Linked DNA regions of Mus musculus: regions 2, 3 and 4 are each linked to region 1. Evidence: chromatin contacts called from public HiCAR-type, HiChIP or PLAC-seq and promoter capture Hi-C data. All regions are on one chromosome and are shown on one strand. Each heading gives the region's core, a stretch centred on a gene start, on an enhancer-like site or on the middle of the called end of the contact. The rest is flanking DNA. Distances are from core to core; before and after follow the strand shown.

What was found. Promoter capture Hi-C pulls out the DNA fragments that hold promoters and counts their contacts. HiCAR-type assays count read pairs that join an accessible place to other places. HiChIP or PLAC-seq counts read pairs in DNA pulled down with a chosen protein or histone mark.
Region 2: a HiCAR-type map of astrocytes shows a contact between it and region 1, with 6 times the contacts expected there. The contact joins the promoter of Bmpr1a here to the promoter of Ccser2 in region 1. A contact is called at or near these places in 2 of 39 promoter capture datasets (hippocampal neurons and pre-B cells) and 3 of 115 datasets of contacts at active chromatin or transcription factors (astrocytes, embryonic forebrain and extraembryonic endoderm stem cells).
Region 3: a contact with region 1 is called in an H3K27ac HiChIP or PLAC-seq map of thymic regulatory T cells, with 19 times the contacts expected there. The contact joins the promoter of Glud1 here to the promoter of Ccser2 in region 1. A contact is called at or near these places in 3 of 39 promoter capture datasets (the C10 cell line, liver and pre-B cells), 5 of 484 Hi-C or Micro-C datasets (CD4 T cells, CD8 T cells, double positive thymocytes and 1 more), 5 of 115 datasets of contacts at active chromatin or transcription factors (astrocytes, embryonic forebrain, extraembryonic endoderm stem cells and 2 more) and 2 of 9 other capture datasets (adipose tissue and liver).
Region 4: a promoter capture Hi-C map of pre-B cells shows a contact between it and region 1, with 18 times the contacts expected there. The contact joins the promoter of A930038B10Rik here to the promoter of Ccser2 in region 1. A contact is called at or near these places in 13 of 39 promoter capture datasets (the 3T3-L1 cell line, the C10 cell line, cranial neural crest and 7 more), 2 of 484 Hi-C or Micro-C datasets (CD4 T cells and pre-B cells) and 7 of 115 datasets of contacts at active chromatin or transcription factors (astrocytes, embryonic stem cells, extraembryonic endoderm stem cells and 2 more).

What each region holds. Positions count from the first base shown.
Region 1 is chr14:36,967,044-36,970,238 of GRCm38.p6, forward strand. Ccser2 (coiled-coil serine rich 2) reads right to left here and starts at 1,721. Exons shown (of 11, transcript NM_027045.1): 1 at 1,499-1,721.
Region 2 is chr14:34,500,803-34,504,135 of GRCm38.p6, forward strand. It overlaps Bmpr1a (bone morphogenetic protein receptor, type 1A), which reads right to left and starts at 1,744. Exons shown (of 13, transcript NM_009758.4): 1 at 1,593-1,744.
Region 3 is chr14:34,309,261-34,312,570 of GRCm38.p6, forward strand. It overlaps Glud1 (glutamate dehydrogenase 1), which reads left to right and starts at 1,467. Exons shown (of 13, transcript NM_008133.4): 1 at 1,467-2,082. The coding sequence starts at 1,638. Shld2 (shieldin complex subunit 2) reads right to left here and starts at 1,257. Exons shown (of 10, transcript NM_001360074.1): 1 at 907-1,257.
Region 4 is chr14:34,758,662-34,761,985 of GRCm38.p6, forward strand. It overlaps A930038B10Rik (a long non-coding RNA gene), which reads left to right and starts at 1,534. Exons shown (of 5, transcript XR_001781218.2): 1 at 1,534-1,611.

The sequences.
Region 1 (3,195 bases), core at 471-2,970:
AACGAGAACGCAGACAAGCACCAGAAACTGGAAAAGACTGAAGGAATTCTAACCATGAAATTAAAATTCTCTTCTTCACCCACAATAGTAAAAGCAATATGGCAACAAGCAAAAAGATTCTACCTGAGGGAAGGTAGAATAAAAAAGTTCCTGCGCGAAGGGCGGCTTCTGGCTTTCTTGTTATGACGTATTAAAGAAACAGAACAAATTACAGGTTAAGGGTTGTTAAGTATTTTTAACCTAGAGACTGAGGTCAGTGTTGCTGAGAACAAGGAAGAAAACCACCATATAAGAGAAGAGCAATGCACTCTAACAAATTAAGAGAGACAAACATTAATAAAGTCTGGAAAGAAGACTGACTTCATCCAATGCAAACCCTTCATCAACGTTTACATCCCTTACCAATTATACACTATACATTTTAACGCATACTTTATAGTTATCCTTTGCATTAAATTTGATTCCAGTTTTTTAATCTAAATGATGATACTTTAATCAACTGTCTAAATACATATGTCTCACTAATACTTAATGTTCTTGACCCCCCCAAAAAAAATGCTTTTTCAAACGGCTACTCTGAAAAAAAAAAAAAAAGGTAAATGCTTATTCTCATTCATAACCGTCCTCCCCCAGCTTGGGTTTTTTGAGACAAGGTCCAGGTAGTTTTTGCTATTCTGAAGCTTGCTATGTAGACTAGGTTAGCCTGGAACTCACAGAAATCCACCTGCCTCTGCGTCCTGAATGCCAGGATAAAGGCGTGAACCACCTGGTTTTTCTCTCTCCTTAAGTGAAACAGGGCATTCCAATCTTGAACGGCGAAGAGTCTGTGCACTAGTCATTTCCATGGCTAAGGCCTATTTTATGATCAGCAAACCTAATTGGCTAGGTAGCCAGCAAAGATGAATTTGCAATTATTGAAATTCAAAATCAGGCTTTACGAGCAACGACCACCTCAAATGGATTGCCCCCTCCCTTTACTTTGTCAAGAAAGTAGGTACATTTTTAAAAAAAATGTATAAAAATAGACGTCCAAAAGAGGGAGAGGAGGGGCGTAAAGCACCTGAACCTACAGACGCCCCGTAATCCACCAAAGTTCTCAAGACGTGTTTTAGGGCGTGTCTTTGTTTTGACTCAGTGATTTAAAAAAAAAAAAAAAAAAAAAATCCCACTCATTCCGGGCTCTCAGGTACTTTCCCTCACCAACGCGAGCATCCAGGCTTTGAAATCCCAGGGCATCTCTGCCTCGCCCTGATTTCCCGGTGCAGGAAGGCTGCAGCCCGGGCATCCCGCGGCCCCTTCCCGTCACAGCACCACCGAGCAGGGGCATCCGGCCTGCCCGCTGCACAGCAGGCGGCTCGGGAGAGGGGGCGGGGGCTCCGAGGGTCGTCCCAGAGCGCTGCTGGCCAAGGACACCCGGCCCTCCGTCCGCCCGCGCTGCGCCCCGGAGCCAGGCAGCCTCGGGCGCCCCGAGACCCCGGCCCTGACCCCCGACTCTCACCGTGCGGAGGTCGCGTTGCCTCCTCGGCCGCGGCCCGGCTGCCGGTCGCCCAGCGACCTGCCCGCCCGAGGATGGGAGAGAGGCGAGAGGCAGTTCCGTCACATCCCGGTCTGTCCAGCCGCCTGCCCCGCAGCAGCCAGCATCGCCTCCTCGGCCTGCGGGAGCGCCGGACTTCACCGACGCCGCGCCCCCTCCCTAGGCCGGCACCCTCCTGGACTCCGCCCTCCAGGGCCCTCGCACTACGCGTGCGCGGCCCCGCCTCCCGGTCTGTCCTTGCGCAGGCGCGAGTCTCACTGGACTAGACCCCGCCTCCGGGCCCGCCCCAACCTCGCGCCAGCCGTTCGCAGGCTCCGCCCTGATCCACTGACCTTGCCTTTTTACCCCCTGACTCAGGTCTTTTCCTGGCTTGAACCTTTCACTCCGGTCTCTTGGCTGGATTCAAATGTGCAGCTTGACCACAACCAAACCTGTCAGCTCCGGCTCCAGTCTGACAGGAGTGATCTGAACACTGGAGCAAGCATGACTTCCCCACTTTACGTCTTGTTTTGGCCTGACTGTGGCTGGCTATGCCTCAGCCGTGCATACTGAATCTGAGCGGAGATTGCGATAAAACACTGAGAGCTGAGAATTGGAGCTATTTTATGAGGCTGTGGATCCCAATCCCATTCCAAATGCCATCTCTCCCTCCTTCCTAGATGGTCAGACAAGTCGTTGAGAGTCACCATCATGAAAGCCTTCAGTATCTGGCTGTCTATTAAAAGCATTGACGGTGATATTTATCTGACCCTAGACTGCCTAGTCTCCTCACTAGCCCTAACAGCTCAACTGAAATTAATAATATTGAAAGAGAACTTGGAAAGTCTCCACCTGTCCTCCAGACCACTAACATAACCACTGTGGTAGGGGAGGAGACACTAGCGCCCCTCAGGCCATCAGACTGTTGAAACATTATACTCCAAATAATGTTTTAAATTTTAGGTATTTTCATCCTGGAGAAATGGAAACAACACTGAAGGCCTAGCGCTATCCAGAGAAGGAGCTTGCCTCCCAGGATTCGTAGCTCTGACAACTTCTCAGACCACTTTGCAAGATAGACCGGAGTGAGCCGAAACAGTGCTAGGTCAGTCCTATCACACCTTAACCAGGCAGGAGTGCTCAATTTACAACTATCTCTAGCTCTCTATATAGACTTAAACCTCTGGTCAGTACTCCTGACGGTGGACTTGGTGATAACTGTACCCTTTTGCTTCCTCCAATTCCCTATGTGGCCATAATGAGTAAATTTCCTTTTTACCTGTTTCATTATTACTTGTCTCTTTAATTGGTCAATAGAATAATGATAGGGAGACTTAATTTTGTGGATGATAATGTGTATCTTTAAAGTGCTGGAAAAGACTAGGGCTTCATGCAGTATGTTTCTTTTTAGATTAAGTAAATCATTAAGAGAGCAAACACCAGTTCCAGACCTCAGATTCAAACACAACACTCATGCGATGAGGTTGCTAAATATGCTTTGGACTTTACGCTACAATCTAAATTGAGAGATGGAAAAGAAGTGGCTCTCCACAGCTTGTCCTTGGGAGCTAGGCAAGATGCAACTGTTCCAATAGGCTCTATAAAGAATCTGGGAGGGGGCAGGGTGATCTTTCCATTCCCCAAACCAGGAAGAGCTTTGCTTCTCAGAACTGCTTGGCTGT
Region 2 (3,333 bases), core at 494-2,993, 2.5 Mb before region 1:
AAAGTTTTTGTAAACTATAAGATCCTAAGTACATGTGTACTTTTAAAAATCCAATACCAGCCTGGTCTACAGCCACTTGAAGGCCAGCCTGAGCTATGTATTGAAACTCTGTATCAACACAACAGGAACAACAACAACAAAAACAACAAGACAACAGAGAGGATAATTCATGCCCCAATCGGTAAGAAAAGGAAATGAATCAAAATGTTAACTAGTAAGTGGGAGGAGGTCCTCTAGAAGGAAAATAGAATGGAGAAGAAATCCAAACCAAAGATCAACCAGTGAACTCTTCACTCTTAAAAGGGTAGGGAGAAGGAAAGAAAGTTAAAAAGGTCTCCCCCTAGATTTGGGGGGGGGGGGGCGGCGGCGAGGATATAAAACAGAGTACAGGTTTAATTAAAAACCCATTCCAATTTTAAATCTGTTTTCCATAAACTCTGGGTTCCCAAGAAGTGTTCATAGTTTAGTTCTGACACTAAAAAAAAAACAAAAAAACAAAAACTAAGATAGTTTTGTTCAACATCTTTTAGTTCGAGAACAATGATAAGCATTAAATTACCTTTTATTTTATCTCGAAGTTTAATTTCCCCTCACGAGCAAACACAAGTCGGTTTACAACTGAAGCAACACAGGAGTTCGTGAATAACTAGACAACGCTCCTAGGTCTTTGCACAATTTTGCTTTAGTAAGAAGGCCATACTCTTGAATACGACGTCCCTGGGTTCAATCCCGGCTCACTTATCTAAGTTATTTAAACCTCTGCGTCTCGGTTTCCTCTTCTAAAGCAACAAAGAATACAATAACCAGGGTTATCTTAAGAAGTAAATGGCGTGACACCGGTGCTAAGTTCGTATCATGTAGTCAGAACGGTTTGTAAGCTGTTTAAAAGAGAAAGCCTGCAGCTCTTTAACCAAATGAAAAAGATCCACACCACGACTTACAAGTCACAAAAACGCCAGGCACGACTAACACACGGCGTTATTATTTTTCTTCCCTGCCGCGTTGGAGGTTTGGGATTTTTGGTTTTGGTTTTTTTTTTTTAATTTTTAATTTTCCTTTTCTTTGCCAGATCTTTCCGCTAGGAGTCTGAAACGGGGGTTGGGGGGATGTAACGCAACCCAGCACAAAGTTTTACGAAATCGAAGTGCAGAATCACAACAGACATGGCAGCGGAGGCCGCGCAGAACAACAGGTGAACCAACTCGCAGGGACGGAGGGGGAAACCCGGCGCCTTCCCGCAGCCAAGTTGGCGGGCGGGCCGAGCACTTCGCCCGGCCTCCGTCCCCGCACTGAACACGCTTCGTTCTCGTTCTCTAGCAGGGTCCCGAGACCCAGTCCCCGCAGCAGCCGCCGCGCAGCTCCGGAGCGGGAGCAGAGCACCGTTCCCATTTAAGGCTTCCAGAAGCGTCCCCGGAGTGGTGCGAAGGCGAACAAAAGGGCAAGCGCGGGCGGGCCGGGCCGCGGGGCCGGGGGGTCTCTCCCGCAGGCCCCGCGGAGGCGCGTCGCGGCCTCCCCTGCGCCGCCACCGTCGCCCCCAAACTTCGCCGGCCTCCCGCGGCGCACCCGCACTCCGTCGCCACCCGCCAACTCACCGGGATCCCGAGAAACTCATCCTCCGGCGCTCGGCGCGGGCGGGCACGGACAGCCGCGGGGCGGCGGGGCCCGGCTCGGCCTCCGCCCTCGGCGTGCAGCGGCCCGGGCCCGGTCGCCCCTCGCGCGGCCGTACAGTCGTCGTCTCGCGCGGGGCCGACGCGCGGGAGCTCGAGCCTCCCTCCCCGCCCTTCCCTCCTCCCTCCGCCCTCCTCCTCCTCCTCCTCCGCGCGGCGGGCAAGCAGATTCCAATCTCTGCCGCCTCAGCCGCGGAGGACGCTCGCTCGTTCGCGGGGCGGGGGAGGGGCAGCGGGGGAGGGGGGAGGGGCGGCTCGGGCGAGCAAGAGGCGCCGGCGCGCGCGCACTGGGAAGGGCCCGCCAGCTCTGCGCGCACCCGCGCCGGGGCGCCGGCCCCGCCCCGGACACGAACCGAGCCGAGAGCTCGGCGGAAGCGCCCGAAGGGCCCGTGGAGTTCGGCGCCCCTCTGCCGGGAAGGAGGCCCGGCCGCCGGCACGGGGGCGCCAGGTTTGCCGAGGGGAGGGGGTCGCCCCTCAGCGCACGCCGCCGCCGCCACCGCACGCGTGACGGAGGGGCCCACTGGGGCAAAGCTGCGTGAAGTGGACGATGCGGGCACACTCCTTCTAGAGCCGGAGCTCGGGCTCCACGGGAGAAGCGGCCCGGTGGCTCCGAGGGCACCGAGGCTCCCGGTGCGGGATCGGTTGCCCGTCTCGTAGTTGTGGTTGCAAAGAAAGATGTAAGGCACACTGCATTCATTACTCACCCCCTCCCTTCCCCGTCCCCCGGTGCTCTCTGGTTCTGGCCCGCCGGGAGGAACGTGGAGGTGCACGCGTTCTCCGGATCACGTAGCGAAAGCCTGGTTTCGGCCCGGGGGCCCCGCCGCTGGGGTGGCTTGTGATCCGCGGGCCTGCGAATTCCTCGGGCGTAAGATAAGGAGCGGCGAGAGCCGGCTGAACTGAAGTCAGCGGACTATAAATACGACTCTCAATCCACCTTTGGCTCAGCCGAGTGACCTCGGATACCCTCCCGAGGCTCTTTCCATCCTTTTAGAAAAATGCAAAGAACTGTCACTACCTCTTTTCTCCCTTTCCCCTCTCATTCGCCATGCAAAATGCCCTTAAAAGTATTCAGTGGCCTGTGGATGAAGAAGGAAAAGATAATCCCTTTTTAAACCAGTCGTTAAATATATAACCTCTTCCGTTTAAGTATTTCAACAAATATTTCGTATTCGTTCTGTTAATTCACTTTTCTGAGAAAACTATAAATCTCTTGGGAAATTGTTTAAAATAGACAGAAGAAAGAGTGAAGGAAGAAACTGTGCCAGGCACTTCATACTTGTGTATTTACACACATTCTGGCCTGGAGGGAAAAAGCAAAACAAAACTTAGATCCCACGGTATTCCCTCATATTCAGCTGAAAATATGTACAGTCCCTTATATTCTAGTTTTAACTAACTGTCCTTCGTGCCCCCTTTCTCCTCCGTCAGCTTTTGCCTTTAGGGCCATCAGTGCCTCCATTGTCTTTTGTTACATTTGAGTCACATTCTCTCGTCTTTTTTCTGAGCTGTCTGGGTCTTGAGTCATTGCAATATTCTCACTGCACTGAAGGAATAGTGTGATATCAGAGAGGTTTCTTGCATCCACTAAAAATGGTGACTTTTCTTTCCGGATATTTCTATATACCACCCCTCTTGAATTTGAAAAGAAAGAGCAGACCTTTTGTTC
Region 3 (3,310 bases), core at 217-2,716, 2.7 Mb before region 1:
CACTGGGAAGGAAAGCTCAATATTGCTTTAGAGTTCGCTGAGATAAATGAATGCAACTTAACTGGTCTAGGTTGTCACTTCACGTGTACAAAACATTTTAAGAACTAAGAATTTCTCTTTCATGCTTAGTAGATGAATAAAGTCATGTAAGAGATGAATAGTGTCACAAAGTCCAAGGGTTTACAAAATCGCCAAGGCACTCTGGGGTGATTTTACTAGTAATGTGGCACGTGATAGGTAGCTTGACTTAAAGGATGTTAGTGTGTGTGTGTGTGTGTGTTCAACTGGATTTTCTTGTAGCTTTGTTTGAGAAAAATGAGTATCTCATGTTGCCCAGGCTGGAATCAAACTCTATCCTCCTGCCCCCACCTCTCAGGTTCTGGGGTTCCCAGAGTGTAGCACTCAAGCCTGGCTACCATTGTGAAAATTATAACTTAGTAATCAGATCCTAGACCATTTAAATAATATGTGTATGTATATATATATGTATATATATGTGTGTATATATATGTGTGTGTGTATATACACACACACACACACACAGGATGTCACATTCCTTTAATCTAAGCACTCAGGCACTCAGACAAGGCCAGCCTGATCCATAAAGTGAGTCGCAGAAATTAAATATATATACTGAGACATTATATTTCTAGTTTACTTTAGGACGTGATTCCAAAAGAGGGGCACACACTCAGTCAATGGTGGAGTTACAACTATGTGCGGGTGTGCTGACTCAAGCCTGTAATCCTAGCACTCAGGGGAGTGGGCTGGGGGAGCAGAAGCAGGCAAGTTCCCATGAGTTCTGGGCAAGCCTGGGCTACAGGGGCCCTGACTTTTCAAAAAAAAAAAAAGGTAAAATAAAGTGGCACGCGAAAGAGTCAACAATGCTTTGCATAACTGTTTTACCTCAAAATCGCTGAAGTTGCCTACAACAAATTAAAACCTTGTGCAAAGTAAAGGCCTGTGGGGTCAGGGCCTCCCTCCTGTCCTGAGGCTTCTTGCTTTCCCGGTTCCTCAACAGTCGGATTCGGGATGAGTCGGGATTTGCCCCGCGCCTCTTCGGCTTCGGCGCGGCGTCACTCTCCGGCCGGCCGCGCAGCGGATCCGCACACCGTTCCGGCCCAAGGCGGAAAGGAGGGGCCTGGTGACTCATGCGGCCGGGGCTGCTGGCCAGCCAGCGAGGCCTCCCTGCAGTCCGCTTCCACCTCCCAGGCCGCCGCGCGTGCACACGGGACCGACCTTCCGGGCCGCGGCCGCGTCCGACCGCTCTCAGGAGCCCAGGCCTCCGGGCCGCAGCCCGCGCGCGTCCACGCTAGCCCCGCCCCCGCCCGCGAGCATGCGCACCAAGCCCATCTGCAAAGGCGCGCCCCCCGCCGCCGCAGCCGCACGCGCCGCCGCCTGGAGGCCGGGCAAGGCCGCGGCGGAGGCGAGGCCCAGCGCCCTGGGCGGCGCGCGGCCGCCGAAGTCCGTCCTCCCGGTGGGGCGACAAGCGGCGCAGGGGAGGGGACAGCCAGACAAGCAGGAAGCCGCGGCTTAAAAGGGCAGCTCGCGCCCAGCCCTTCCTCCCCGCGGTCCAGGCCTGCGAGCTCCGGTCTTTACAGCTCCCGCCGCACTCGCCTCAGCCCGCCGCCGCCGCCATGTACCGCCGTCTGGGCGAAGCGCTGCTGCTGTCCCGCGCCGGGCCCGCTGCCCTGGGCTCTGCGGCTGCAGACTCAGCCGCGCTGCTGGGCTGGGCCCGCGGACAGCCCTCCGCCGCCCCGCAACCCGGGCTCACGCCGGTCGCCCGGCGCCACTACAGCGAAGCGGCCGCCGACCGCGAAGACGACCCCAACTTCTTCAAGATGGTGGAGGGCTTCTTCGACCGCGGCGCCAGCATCGTAGAGGACAAGCTGGTGGAAGACCTGAAGACCCGGGAGAGCGAGGAGCAGAAGCGGAACCGGGTGCGCGGCATCCTGAGGATCATCAAGCCCTGCAACCATGTGTTGAGCCTCTCCTTCCCCATCCGGCGCGACGACGGCTCCTGGGAGGTCATCGAAGGCTACCGGGCCCAGCACAGCCAGCACCGCACGCCCTGCAAGGGAGGTGAGCGCCCTCCGGCCCCTTTCTGTCCTCCCTCCCCTCCAGACTCCCGTAGCCCGGGCCGCTACTCGGCCCAGCCCAGTTCTGCAGGCCGTGCCCCGCTTCGGGCTCCCCCGCCTCGGGTGTGGCAGCCTTAGAGGATACTGATTTTTTTTTTCCGCCCTAAAACTACCACGTAATATGCCAGCCTTTTTACTGGGCAAGTCTTCACCCCAAGCCTCTGCTTGTGTTGATGCTGACTTCACTGAGGACACTGTACAGCTTTTCTTTAGCCTCGGTGCCTGTCATGTCATAGACCGTGAACCCTTAACGCCAGCAGCCGACGATACAAGAACAGAGAAAAATTATCTTCTTTTTGGAGTTGGAATCTTGAAAGTTTGATTAACCAGCGCAGCTTACTAATCTTCTAAATTATTATAATTTTACACTGATGGCTTTTTGTGTTGTGCCTCTTTTCTCCCCTTGGAAAATGTAAAATATCGAGCAGAGTAAGGTCTCTGACAAACAGGGCGACCTGACATTAAATCTAAAGGGTGTAGACTACAGAACTGCCTGCCAGCCAATAGAATGAAATAGCCCTGGGGGTGTGTTCTTGTCCTGGCTAGTACCAGAATTGAGCCTAGGCAAAAGGTAGAGTCCTTAGGGAGTTGAATCAGTTAGATTTGGTAGTTACCAGGGTATCCTGTGGTTTAAACTTTTGGGATGTGTGTAGATTGGCTTACAGCCTTTTTTTAGGGAAGAAAAATACGTTTTTCATTTTCTCTCCACTACAGTACACAATCATACAGCGTTAAAGGTGCTTTAAAAAAAAAAAAGACTATTAAAAGAAAAACCACCTTTTTTCTGTTGCTTAAACTTAATGTATTGAGTAGGAGTCTTGATGGAGGTTGAATTGGCAAGTGAGCAGAGGTTAGACTAGAACAGTGATTCATTTCATTGCAACTTCATAACTGTAATTTTGCTACTGTTAGGAGTAGTTATGTAAATATCTAATAGGCAGGATATTTGATATGCAACCCCTTCAGGGGTTACGGGGGACCCACAGGTTGAGAATTGCAGGACTAGACCTTTGTCTGCCTCGGTTCTGTCCAGTAGTCTTTTTACTACCAGCTGACTAAAAACTATAGAAATGTTTCTGCACTGGAAAAACTGGGGCTGTGATGGTGTTCCCAGTGGTGGAACAAAGGTTGTGGCAAAAGGTTTAATGATTTACCAAATTCGCATTGAGTCT
Region 4 (3,324 bases), core at 284-2,783, 2.2 Mb before region 1:
GTAAAATTATCCATGAATCATGGACTTAAAAAGAAACTTTATGAGCTACTGCCAGCAAATGATTTGTATACCTACTTTATATCAGTGTGTCTCCAAGGTCAAATAGAAACTGAGTCTCAAGTGGTGCCAAGCTCAAACACCTGGATTCCATCCCTGTCCCATAAGGCAGAAGGAGAGAACTGATACCCTCAAGTTGTCATCTCACCTCCACGTGCAAGCCACGCTGTGTGCATACTCATGTGCACATACACAATCAATCAATCAATCAATCAATCAAGGTAATAAAAATAATTTCACATGTATATATAAAAAATATCTTATGTCTGTATGGTTGTACACTTGACAAAATAAATCTGATAGCCTATGGCTTAGGCACAAAATAGGTAGGACATTCGGGAGGCAGAAAGGATTCTGGGAGCCAGGAGCAGGAGATTTGCCTGGGAAGATGTAACAAGACAGACACATGGTATCTGAGCACGGGTGACTAGTCACATGGCAGAATATAGATTAAAATAAACGGGTAATCATAAATTATGACCTACTCAGATAAGAACCTAGTTATATGGCCAAGATATTTATAAATATATTTTGAGCCTGAGTCTTAATTCCTGGGAGCATGGGGCTGGGAGGTAGAAAGAACCAGGACAAAACTTCTACACAGGTGTAAAGAGGTCACGGGTGGAGAATGTTTCAGAAGCCCTCCCTCAGCAAGTGAGATCATTGTAATTCCATTATCATCTGAGTGTTGCACCCTACGCTGGTCCTGCACACCATCGGTCTCAGAATATGCTGACTTGGAAACGAGCCTTATGTGATCTTCAGCTGCTGCAGGTAAGGCTCCCTTCTTGTTGCTCTCACCAGCTTCACATTCATGGTGGGGAGAGCCTATCATGCCCAGTTAGACTCACACAGAGGCAGAAAGGACCAGGATTAAATCCATATCTATTCGATGCCCAAGCCGGTTCCGGCACCCCGATCCCTCCTCCTCTGGTGGTATTACTTCTTGTTGGTTCCCGAGTCACCCCATCCAGAGTTTGTTGATGTCAGGAAACTGGTTTTGTTCATGTTTCAATACACAACATGTTAGGAGTGTAGCTTAGAATAACTTTATCTTGACCAGTTGCTAAAAATAAATTCCAATTTGTCTTAGCAAGGAAAATCCCATTTAAGGATCTAGAGAGCTGTGTTCAATGATGCAGGCTCAGAATCTCAGCACTTGGGAGACTGATTCTGCAGGATTGTGGTTCAAAGCAGACTGGGCAAATCAGGGAAACACTGGCATACACACATAAAAGAAAATGAAGTCCCAAAGAAGCGGTAATTTGAAGCATTAACACTCTAGGAAGATTTTAGTTAAGAAAAACAAGATTAATCTGAGAGGCTACCTCCAGGTTGAGTGACTGATAATGCAATTTGTGTGTCGGACAGACTTCCCTGACTAGTCAGAAAACTAAGCAAATTATTAACTTAGAGGTAGCAAAACTACAGGAGAAAGTCAATGTGACTTATTGGGTAATATTTATACAGCTGAAAGAGTGAACATTGGACAAAGGTGACCTTAAAATAATCTTCTAAGGGGGACAGTCAATGGAGAAACCTAGAAAACCTGGGGTAAGCATCATGTTTAGAAGAAATAGTTCAAGGACCTGGGTGGACACTGCTTAGGACCTCACTGAAAATCTCTCTCTCTCTCTCTCTCTCTCTCTCTCTCTCTCTCTCTCTCTCTCTGTGTGTGTGTGTGTGTGTGTGTCTCTCTTACTCCCTGCCACCCTCTTTCCCTCCCTCTCTTTCTCTGTCTGTCTCTGTCTCTCTGTCTCTCTCCCTTTTTCTCCTCCCTCTCTCTCTTTGTCTCTCTCTTCCTCCCCCTCTCTTCCTCTCTTTCTATCCTTCCCCCTCTGTCTCTCTGTCTCTGTCTCTGTCTGTCTCTCCCTCTAAACCTCTCCTCCTCTCCCCCACCTTCTCCTTCCCCTCTCCTTCCCCTCCGTTCCCCATTCCTCTCTCTTTATCTCCTTGACAGAGGGTTTCAGCCCTGCTGGCCTCAAATTTGCTGTACAGTAGAGACTGACCTTGCATTTCCGATTCCCCTCCCTCTACTCTCCAAATGCTGTGATTACAAGTGTGTGGCACTACACCTGTCCTTTCACTGTTAAAGCTTTTGGCATTTGAACCTAAACACTTGTTTGTTGAGATGGAATCTTATAGTCCAGTCTGGTCTAAAGCTCTTGATCTTCCCACCTTAGCCTCCTGGTGCTGGGATTTGTTATAGATTTGTGCCACCCCTGACCCCTGACAACACACATAAAACTGATCTTTATAGCCATGCCTGCTGACATACAACTGCAATGCCAGTTACCCAGGAGGTGTGAAAGGGTAGATGGGACAATAGATCAGTGGTAGGAAGTTTGCCTAATATGCATTGAGGCCCTGGGGTTCATCCCAGGACTGTAGCACTGTATTACCACCACCTAAACAAACAAACAAACAAACATACATACATACAAACAAACACTTCTCTGGAACTTAGGTTTAGACATTTAGTATCGTCAGTATGTCTGGGCCTGGCTTTGGGGTGGAACCCACATCCTGAGTTGAACCCGTAGACCATGAACAGGTTTCTAAACTACTTGAGCATGTATTTTTGCATGACTGGCCATGTGAGCCTTCAGATGGCATTTGGTGACTGAATTGAGATAGTAGAGGACAAATTTGGGAGGTTACAGTTGTCAGCATTTTAGATAGTTGCATGGCATCCCGTGGAAAATGCAACAGCAAGAACCAAATACCACAGGCATGTGCACCACTTCTCCAGCCTCTTCTACTTCACACTTCTGTCATCTGGGATGAAAACTTAAGCACAGTTCTTATAAAAATAGCTCTCTTGTCCCAATCTCCTGCTATATATACACTAGACTTGGTCAAACCACATCCTGTACGCAGCCTTTGGCTCACTGAACAGCGCTCGTATGCCATGCATGAGCTACTGCGTGTCCAGATGGAAATAGCACACCCGGACTCATAGTAAAGACATTTATTTTTAGGTGTTATGAGTGATATATTAGAATCACACAGAAGGAAAGCTAGACTGGAGGAGAGCAAAGTGCACAACTGAGATCCCAGCCATTTTCTATCTACACTACTACACGTGCTGCCTCTCATCCTTGGACCACAGTTCAAGGGATGCTTTCAGGTGGCTTGCTAATGTTAGTTACATTAGCTCTTGTAATGTTCCTGCTACAGCCTCCACTTTTTTCTTTCTCTTCCTTCCTCCCTCCCTCCCTTCCTTCCTTTCTTCCTTCCTTTCTTTTTTAACACAGGGTCTCTCTC